Linked DNA regions of Triticum aestivum: region 1 is linked to region 2. A link is a contact called in public Hi-C data. All regions are on one chromosome and are shown on one strand. Each heading gives the region's core, a stretch centred on a gene start, on an enhancer-like site or on the middle of the called end of the contact. The rest is flanking DNA. Distances are from core to core; before and after follow the strand shown. Region 1 holds the start of LOC123079288 (DExH-box ATP-dependent RNA helicase DExH6). Region 2 holds the start of LOC123079284 (nuclear matrix constituent protein 1b).

Region 1 (4,345 bases), core at 147-2,646, 280 kb before region 2:
AATAAAATAAACAGAAGATACCAGCAGTAGAGGTGGCAAATGATACAACAAGGAGATCCATAGCAGAGAATATGGGGGGGCGTGATAAAACTGAAATTAGGTCCAGAACATGAAAAGAACATCAAAACACATGGTGGTCATAACACCCATAGACCACTAAACTTGGCATGGACACCTTGGTGCAGCAATAATGTAGCGAGCAACGGCTCTACAGATGATTAAAAGAATATCCTGAAGACCACGTAAGCTTCTGCAACTACCTTATGAAAGCATAACCATGACTTGTATATTTACAACCAACTAATGTAAGAACCTGTCACCCAGTTAGGCAATTTTATGTTACCAGTCAAGTGGGCATACAGTTCTTCAACAATAATCTGGAATGTTTCTCAAAAGAGAAGAAAAATGGGATACTGCAAATCAACCAGAAAACACTACCAGGTTCCTTTTTTAGTCGAATGATGTCATCGCATGACCTATGGAAGGCTATTTGGTAGAAAATAGACTAACTTATCCAGAAGGAAACTGTAAAACTGGTATTGTTACAAATAGCACATATGGTGGCGAGAAAGAAAACCGATTGAGCATTCACCTTCCTTATGACCGATTAACCACACTCAGGATAGGCATTGTCGCAGCATTAAACTCTAGATGATAAAAGTTTATCATACTTGTAACCACACTGGGGACCAGCAGTGCAGCTAGAAACACTGGTTACATTGGTCATCAAAAAGTATACCACAAAGCTAGCAAAATAAGTCGAAGCAACTGGTGCGCAACAAAGAAGGACGAGTACCCAAAATAACGGCTGCGGAATTAGATTGGCGATACTATGATAAGATGAGCAGCCCTCAATCCTAAGCTCGAAGGCTTGAAACCCTAGCTCCCACTGCCCACGGAGCGTGCCGTATCCGCAGCACAACGGAATCGCGCCAAAAACAACGAGAGAGCACGCTAGGCGCCTACGGAAACGGGAACACCCAATGTGATGGGAAGGCGAATGGCGCGAACCTTGGGCGTCGGAGGCGCGGAAGTCCTCGAGCACCGTGGTGATGCGCACCGTCGTCTCCTCGCTCATGGCGGCCAGGGCGGCCTTCGTGAGGGCGGCGGCGTTCGTCTTGGCCCCCTTGGGCCCCTTTCGCCCCATCCCGTCGTCGCGGAGCGGGGGCGGGGGCGGCGCGGCGGCGGCTGCGTTCGGGGCGGCGCGGCGGCCGGTTCGGGTCCCGCTCTGGAGGCTTCCCGCTGCGGTCGCTTTGCCCTTTGTGTGCTGATGCGGTGGACCGGGTGGAAACCTTCTAGGGCAACGTGGTGGCGGTGCGATCTGTGGGAGGAGCGGGCGGTGGTGCAGGGAGAGGTTTGGATGGACCGATATGCGGGCCATGCTTGTCGGTGAGAACCGGGCCGCGGTGGGTAGAGGTGTGAGGCGGGCCACGTGCCGGGTTGTTCAAAGGCTTTCAAGCAGCCATTGCTGCCAGGCCCCAACTGTGCTACGTTTTCATGGAAGCGGCGGAGATCTTTACAAAAAACTGCGTTGTCTCAAAAAAAAAAAAAATCAACTGCGAGAACAACATGAGAATATTCGCATGAACCTGTGCCGTGTGACCGACGAGTGAGTTGAACTTCCTCCGTTCGGTTTATATAATGAAATCCCCCTCCAATTTTAAGTCAATTTCAATCTAAAAATTGACTAATAAATTATGTGCTACTCCCTTTGTTTCAAAATTCAAGTTTGACCGAGTCTATGACAAAATTTATCAACATCTATAAACCGATTACTTCATTAGATTAGATTCATTATGAAATGAATTTTCATATTATAATATTTGATATTGCATATCTTGATGCGGATTTTTCTATATATTTGATCATCAACTTTAAAAGTTTGACTTAGAGATATCCTAGAATTTCAATTATTTTGGAAATAAATGGGTATATGCCACCAATGGTATAATTGTTGTGGCATATAACTCACATTTTGTTGGCAAAATATTATCAATTTTAGGCTCAAATTCCGAGAGGGCTAACAAATTTGGACGGAGGAAGTAAGAGCAACTCTAGCAGACCCCGCATTTTGCCGAACTGTAAACTGTGTTTGCAGGTCGCACGGGGGCGCTTATGCAGGCTGAAAAATGCGGCGGCAGAACAGAAATCGCAAACAAACCCGTAATATTTTAAAAAAAGTTGTTTCGCGCGAGAAATTTAAGCAGCAGCTCGCCGGAGCTCACTCTGCATAAATGGTTCTTCTTGGCATAAGTTCATACACTCCACATACATACATATTAAAGGTCAGAGATGCTAGGCAGGGCCTACGCTACTGTACCATTACAACAAAATTGAGCTCACCGGAGCTCCTGCGGTAGCTGCCCACCAGCGGCGATCAGTCGGAGTCGGAGGAGTCGGAGTCGAGGTCGATGTAGAGCTTCGCCTGCTCCGCCTTCATCACGCGCAGGTCAGCCTCGATGCGTGCGCCTGCGATGCCGTGACGCCCGTCTCGAAGAAGAGCCGCTCGTACTCGAGCTCGCGCCGGGTGCGCTCTTCCATCTCCTCCTACTCCCTCGCCGACCGCTCGAGGACGACGCGCTCGAGGAGCTCCTCCTGCCCCGGGGGAGGTAGTCCTCGGGCCCGATGACGCCTCGGCGCGGCGGCGCATCGGGCACGGCCTCCTCCGGCTCCCTCTTAGCCGCCTCCTCCGGCTCCTTCTTCACCGGAACGAGCCGCGAGCTCGATGCGCCCGCGGATGAGCACCCTGCGGACCAGTTGCCGGATGAGCTCCCCGCGGACCAGTTGCCAGAGGAGGCGTGGCGGCGACGGGCGAGCTCGAGATCGAAGTCCCCGAGCTCACGGCGGTCGAAGGCCAGCGGCGGCCGGGTACCGCGGTTGAGCCACCGACGCGCCCCCCGCTTGCGCGCGCCGTCAGATCTGCCGCGGCGGCGGCGCTCCGCCTCATCCCCGAGTTGTCCATGGCGGTCGAAGGCTCGCCGGCGGCGACAAATCAAGCGGCGCGGTGGGGAATTGGGGGCAAACGTGGCTGCAGGGGATAGGTTTCGACCCGCATTTGCCCCGCAAACCCGCAGTTATACTGGTTCGGGGGTAGCGTTTGCGGGCTGCGGCAAAAATGTTTACGGGCCGGACACCGATGCGGGCTCTGGTCTGACCAGAATAATGGGTCGAGCCCGTATAATCGCCGGAATTATGCGGGTTCACGCCGGATGCGGGATCTGCTAGAGTTGCTCTAAGAGATGAACAATGCAACAATACAGTGTGAGTTGATGCGACCATTACAGTGGACATCACCCGTGGCCGGTGACGAACCCTCTCCATCAAGGCACATACCAATAACGAGGACGTAATCGGCTTCGGCCCATTGTCGCCATTTGGACTTACGGGTTCCTTTTTGTCTCGGAGTCGATGTGTAAAGAAGGTTGGAATTTTCCCACCAAAAAAATAGGTTTGCAATTCGTACTTCTTTTTTTTTTTTTTGCAGAAGCTAGAAGTGGTAGTAACTCCATAAATATCCAATAACTATTCTATAATTGATGATCCAAATTTACCATTTTAGTGAAGGAGTGAAGATCCAGGAATTTCTTTTCATTTTATATCACCGATTGTGTAAAAATGGTTTAAGTGCATTTTATCACCTAGCTTCATCTCTATTCCAAATGAGAAAATGCACTACGAATAACTTCACGGTTTATCAATCAACAATCAAACATTTTCTATCACGCACCACACATTTGCGAATATATTTTTGAATTTCATAGTTTAACGCAGACGTCAATATGCTGTCATCAAACATACATGAAGAAACTACTGCACGCCGACCATGGAATGCCTACAAGTCCTCCACAAAACCATCTTTGAGTTGCTCATTGGAAGCAAGGTCTTCGATCTCTTGGCGCACTTGAACAAATCTTGCGGTCCAATCTCCATTCCTACAAACCGTCCTCCTTCCCATGCCCTCACACCCATGGACCACCGCTTGACCAAGCTTGTCCTCAGTGATCATGTTGTGCATGGTCGCACGTCTGCCATGCAGAATAGCAAACTGGTCTTTGCGACACCCCAAATGCACACCCCACATCTTTCTTATTACCTCACAAAATGACCTCTCTTTGTTACCTTGAGGGTGCAATATTGCCTTAAAACATGTGGCTCGTGCTGATCCCCCCTCCCCCATCTACTGGATAATATCCCATGTTGTAGTTGCAATAATTGGCTTCAAACTCTGCTAATGGTGGCTCTCCAAGGGCTAACCTCGAGAAGAGAGGTGGTTGATGCATCGTATTAATGTCTTTGCAAGAATCGCACATGCTAATCCAATGTTTTTATCATCATTGGCCTCAAG
Region 2 (4,950 bases), core at 2,227-4,726:
CCATTTTGAACAATCAGCATATCATCAACTTATCTTCCTCGATAATAAGAATACGCTCCTTCACCCTCGTCTCCCTCTCCCAGCAGTTGCCACCATCATCAACATATCCTCAACCATTTGCATGTGCTTATTGTCTCTCTTTCGTACGATCGCCAACATCTCTCTGCCACCTGTTCCGCCCCTAGTTCCATTGAGAAGTTAAGGTCTTCAATGTCAAATTTGATCTTCATTCAACCTTTGCATGGACTCTTCCCACCTTTAGGTCATGGTGCACATAATGTCCAAGTCCTCAAACTACACCTCAACCACTATTTCTTATACTCCCTCTGTTCCACTTTATAATGCGCCTTTGTGTGTAGCGTTTATACCAATGCGTGAGTGGCGCTCTCATTTGGACAGGAATTGCCCTCCGCCTGCTTGCTCTGTCACATCACGTGGGTGTGTGGTGTTGCATTCCTGTGAACCGGTCGAGGGCTACTTTTGTGCAAAGCAACTTATGCGAGCTACATTTTGGAATCTAGGTCAAAACACTATACACATTGGAATATGGAATGGAGGGAGTACCTTGGAGTTATTTTCTCAAACACTCGGTGTGCGCCCTTAGACGGTGTTAGAGGTTGGGATATTGGAAGCGGGTGGAGGCTTTGCGAGGGTGGAAGAGCTGTCGACGGCTCCACCAATTTCCTCTTCTTGAGTGGTGGCGTCGGCGACCCGTCCTTGAGCTAAAGGTTTTATGGGTGTCGGACAACCCAAACGTTTGACTGGCTTCGGGTTTGATTAAGATACGTTTTCCGATCCAGATTGTGCGTCCAATGTTTTGGGAAAGCGAAAATCCGACTAAAGATGCTCTTAAGGCCTCCTTTGATTTGTAGGAATTTCATAGGATATGATTTGTATAGAAAAAATTCTTTTAGAGCCCTTTGGTTTGTAGGAATAGAATTCTATTTCTATGAAAGAATTCTTCCTATCCTCCGCATTTCACAGGAAAAAAATCTTAGCGTAAACTCAATGAAAAAAATCCTACGATGTGAACCAAATGACATTTCCTTTTCTATTTCCATTCATAGAATTTTAAATACATTCATCTCGTTTTCTATGACTTTCCTGTCCCGTGGATAAATTATTTTCCGGGAGTGCGTGCTTTCATTTCCTCCGTCCACTTTTTCAGCTTGGAGAGGCATCCTAGTCAAAAGAGTCCAATTGCCAAGCAGCCGTCAGAATCGGAGCTCACCGTACCTTCGGCGCGACGCGACTGGCGCCCGCGCGTAGGCGGGCCCTCAGCAGCCTCGGATGCGGCTTCGGGTGGCGCCACTCCCGAGCCGAGCTCATCTCTTCATCCAGATACTCATCATATCCGGTCCACCGGACGGCCAGGCGGGCGGGCAGCCTAGCACGGCGCCGCACCGGCCAATTTCTTGGGCCCTCCCTCCCCACTTCCCACAGCTCAAACGCGCTGGGCGCCACCCCGAAATCCCAGACCTCCCACCCACCAGCTCCCAACAAGCGCCCATGTCACTGCTCCCCCGGCCCGCGCAACCCGTGGCCCGCATGTCGGCGGGACGGCCTCAGGCTGGCTGGCAGATTGCAGGGCGAAAGCGTCCGTGGAGGGAAACGTCGGTCGCTGTTTTTGAAAGCGGCAGCGCTGCGCTGCCTTTTTCGGAGCTAGCCGCCGGGAACGATGCCGAAAGTCCACACTGACGTGTGGGCCATGGTGAGTACTTGACCCCACGTGTCATGGCTATCCAAAACACCTGCCAATGAGCTGGTTTACTGGTCTTTTTAATTCGCAGCCGAAAAGACCCCTTTCCTCGGACGCTTCCGTGGACCAAGCCTATGGTTTGGATATGTTCCATGGTCACGGGCTACCAGCCAAACCCTACTTTTGGGCAAAGTTGCTATAGCCAAATGTGTACTTGTACTGACTTCCTTCGTTTTGAAATACAGTGTGTATTAGTAGATTTTATAGTGTCCTCTTTTGCGAGTAGATTCTATAATATCAAACCTCTTAAAAATTGATCAGGTTTATAGAATAATCAACCAATATCTACAGTATCAAATCAATACTGCTGGATTCACGTTCAACATTGTAGATATAAATAATTTTTTCTATAAACAATCAAAGTTTACGAAGCTTGACTTTTGAAAAAAAAAATGCCAACTATAATATGAAACCAATGGAGTAGTAAACTTATCTCTGCCTCCAATATTGTTACTTTCTCGACTCCTAGGTAAACGAATGCCAGACTACGGTCCTCATCTCAAATGTATATTTTTATATCTATTAGATGTTTACAATTTTTGTCCAATAAACTGTTTATATCAATACAATTTTTTGTTCAATTGTGCAATGCATGTAACACTTAAAGGAGCGCACACCAAACATAGCTTGCCGAGTGGTTTGGTTCAAGAAGCGGAGGCTGATGGCACTTATTTTCGGATGTTCGAGTCAATCACAGGCACGAGTGTAATAGAGCACCACGCGAACTTGCATTTTTTTTGCTAAAATGAACTTGCACAATGTATATGTGGTTAATACTTGTACTGACACGAGTGTTGAAGTTACTCTCTCATACACTTTTTTAACTCATCAACAAAGCTCTCTTGTTTGCTCTTCGCAAAAAAGCTCTCTTTCTAGCTGTATACTCATATTAATTGAACTTTGCCCAAAAATGAAATCAACATTGTTACACAGAAAATTATTCGGTAAAAAGATGTAGAATATTCAAACCAAGTCAAAACGGTATAACAAGGGTACGTGTGGCTAGCAACTTAACTCATGAATTTACTACTCTGCTTCAGTGTTACAAAAAAAGTTATTGTGCGTTGAAACTTAAAAGTGAAATTTTTTGATGAAATTTTCAGGAATTGTCAAAATTAGTTCTGGATCACAACAGAAGGTGTGTTGTATGCGATACTCTCTCTGTCCCATATTTTTTTAGGAACAATGTGAGAAAAATTATCCATAAATAATGGAAAGTATAATAGAAAAAAATGTATATCCATTATTGAAGCATCACAACACATCATCATCCCTACAAAGGGTAGACATGTTCAAGGCAACATAGCTGGCAAAATATGATCAAAGAAACATGCCCGATTATTATAAAAAATATAAAGGATAAAGTCTGAAAGTAAACAAAGCAAAGAAATAAGGAAAGAATCCGCTGCCAGTAATCAAAATCCCCATCCAGCTAACGGACGGCCAGGCCAGTCTCTCCGTGCACCGGGTCCATCCAGCCCCCCTCGCTCGATCGTCTCCCCTCCCCTGTCTCTCCTCCACCCATCAAACCAAACCCTCCCTCCGCCCACGCACCTAGGACAGGTAAAAACCCCGGACACGCCCATCCCGCCGTGAGCACCCCACGAGACCGAGTTGGAAAAGCCAGAGAGGAAAAGGAGACAGAGACGAGGAGGAGGGAGACAGAGAGAGGGACGGCGGCGGCCTCCACTTGCCCGGAAAGCGCCGCAGCGCCCCCGGGGATCGCGTGGCCCGCCGCCGCCGAGATCTAGGGTTGCGGCCGGCATGGCCAGCCCGCGGTCGCCCGCTGCCGGCGCCCTCGCCGGGGACGAGGCGATCTGGAGGAAGCTCCGCGAGGCGGGCTTCGACGAGGAGTCCATCAGGCGGCGCGACAAGGCGGCGCTCATCGCCTACATCTCGCGGCTCGAGACCGAGGTACCTCGCTCCCTCCCCTCCTCTCCCCCCGCCGCGTCGCGTTTCATGGGCCGGGCTCTGGTTCTGCCGTTCTTGGCATGCCGGGGCAGTCTTTCTGGGGCTTCTTTCGGAGCGGAGAGAAGGAGCGTTAGTTGGAAAGGATTAGCGAAGGCGCTGCCCTGCGTGGTTTCTTGGCCTCGTCAGGCCAACGGTGGCGGCGTTCTGTGCGCAGATTGGTGGGAAGACGGCTTCTTGGTTTCTGCTCGCAAGCCTCGTTTCTTGGTTCCTTTGGTACCGTGGTGCGTGAATGGGTTGCCTAGCGATGAAATGCGTCGTTTTGGCTCATTGCCCAGTATCTGTAGGGAGGAGTTGACTGTCGTAGGCATGTATTTTGCAGATTAGGTTTCTTTGTTGTTGACTTGGGATTGCGTAAATTTTACACTTCGTGGTTCTTCTTCCTTGGCACAACGCGTTTCAACTGCTGCAACTATTGTGTCCTTCGTATTGTTAAGTGCATTGTAATAGTATTTCCATAACGAGTTCGTTTGCAGTGAATGGTTCAACAGTGGTCCGCCTGTAGCTCGGTAATAGAATTAGATTCAACAGAAAGGCTGGAGGGCATTACGCTGATCACAATAGAACTGGCATTTGCATAAATCTTTTGTATTTTATTGGTCTCAGCATCGACCCGTGCAGATTTGGTGCAACTTTTCGGCAAACATTTTCTTAGTCTTACTCTTATAGAGAATCAAATCAGGTTATTTGGATTAATCAAAGGATGTACATTATACTTAGGTCTACCTTTGTCTCATAGACCTAACTGCAGCAACATTGTACCAAAGTTTCCTACGAACAGGATACTTTCATCCCCTGCATCTGTGTGGAGGCTGATGTTTTTTCAACTGTACAGGTTGCTAATCTGGTTGCTCAATATGTTCTAGGAAGTAGGAACCATTAAGTTAGATAATTTTATAATACACAAACCCCCCTCCTGATCCATGTCAAAAGGCTAATGTTCACTATATGCAGTAAGCTATCCTGTTTGGCAACCGTCACATACCTCTGACTCTCTCTCTTATCTCTTTATTTTGTGCACTTATTTGGCTGTAGGTTTATGATTACCAGCACAACCTCGGGCTAATGTTATTGGAGCGAAAGGAATTGGTATCCAAGCATGAACAACTCAAAGCTTCTATGGAGTCTGCTGAGATCATGCACAAGCGTGAACGAGCTTCCCAGCAATCTGCTCTAGCTGAAACAAGGAAGAGGGAAGAAAACCTGAAAAAGAATGTAGGCAT

Evidence for each region. Hi-C and Micro-C count contacts between places; a contact is called where the count stands out from the background.
Region 1: a contact with region 2 is called in a Hi-C map of leaf, with 6 times the contacts expected there. The contact joins the promoter of LOC123079288 here to the promoter of LOC123079284 in region 2. A contact is called at or near these places in 2 of 5 Hi-C or Micro-C datasets (both in leaf).

What each region holds. Positions count from the first base shown.
Region 1 is chr3D:418,631,155-418,635,499 of IWGSC CS RefSeq v2.1, reverse strand. It overlaps LOC123079288 (DExH-box ATP-dependent RNA helicase DExH6), which reads right to left and starts at 1,396. Exons shown (of 15, transcript XM_044502025.1): 1 at 1,012-1,396. The coding sequence starts at 1,381.
Region 2 is chr3D:418,352,299-418,357,248 of IWGSC CS RefSeq v2.1, reverse strand. LOC123079284 (nuclear matrix constituent protein 1b) reads left to right here and starts at 3,476. Exons shown (of 8, transcript XM_044502021.1): 1 at 3,476-3,673; 2 at 4,763-4,950. The coding sequence starts at 3,524.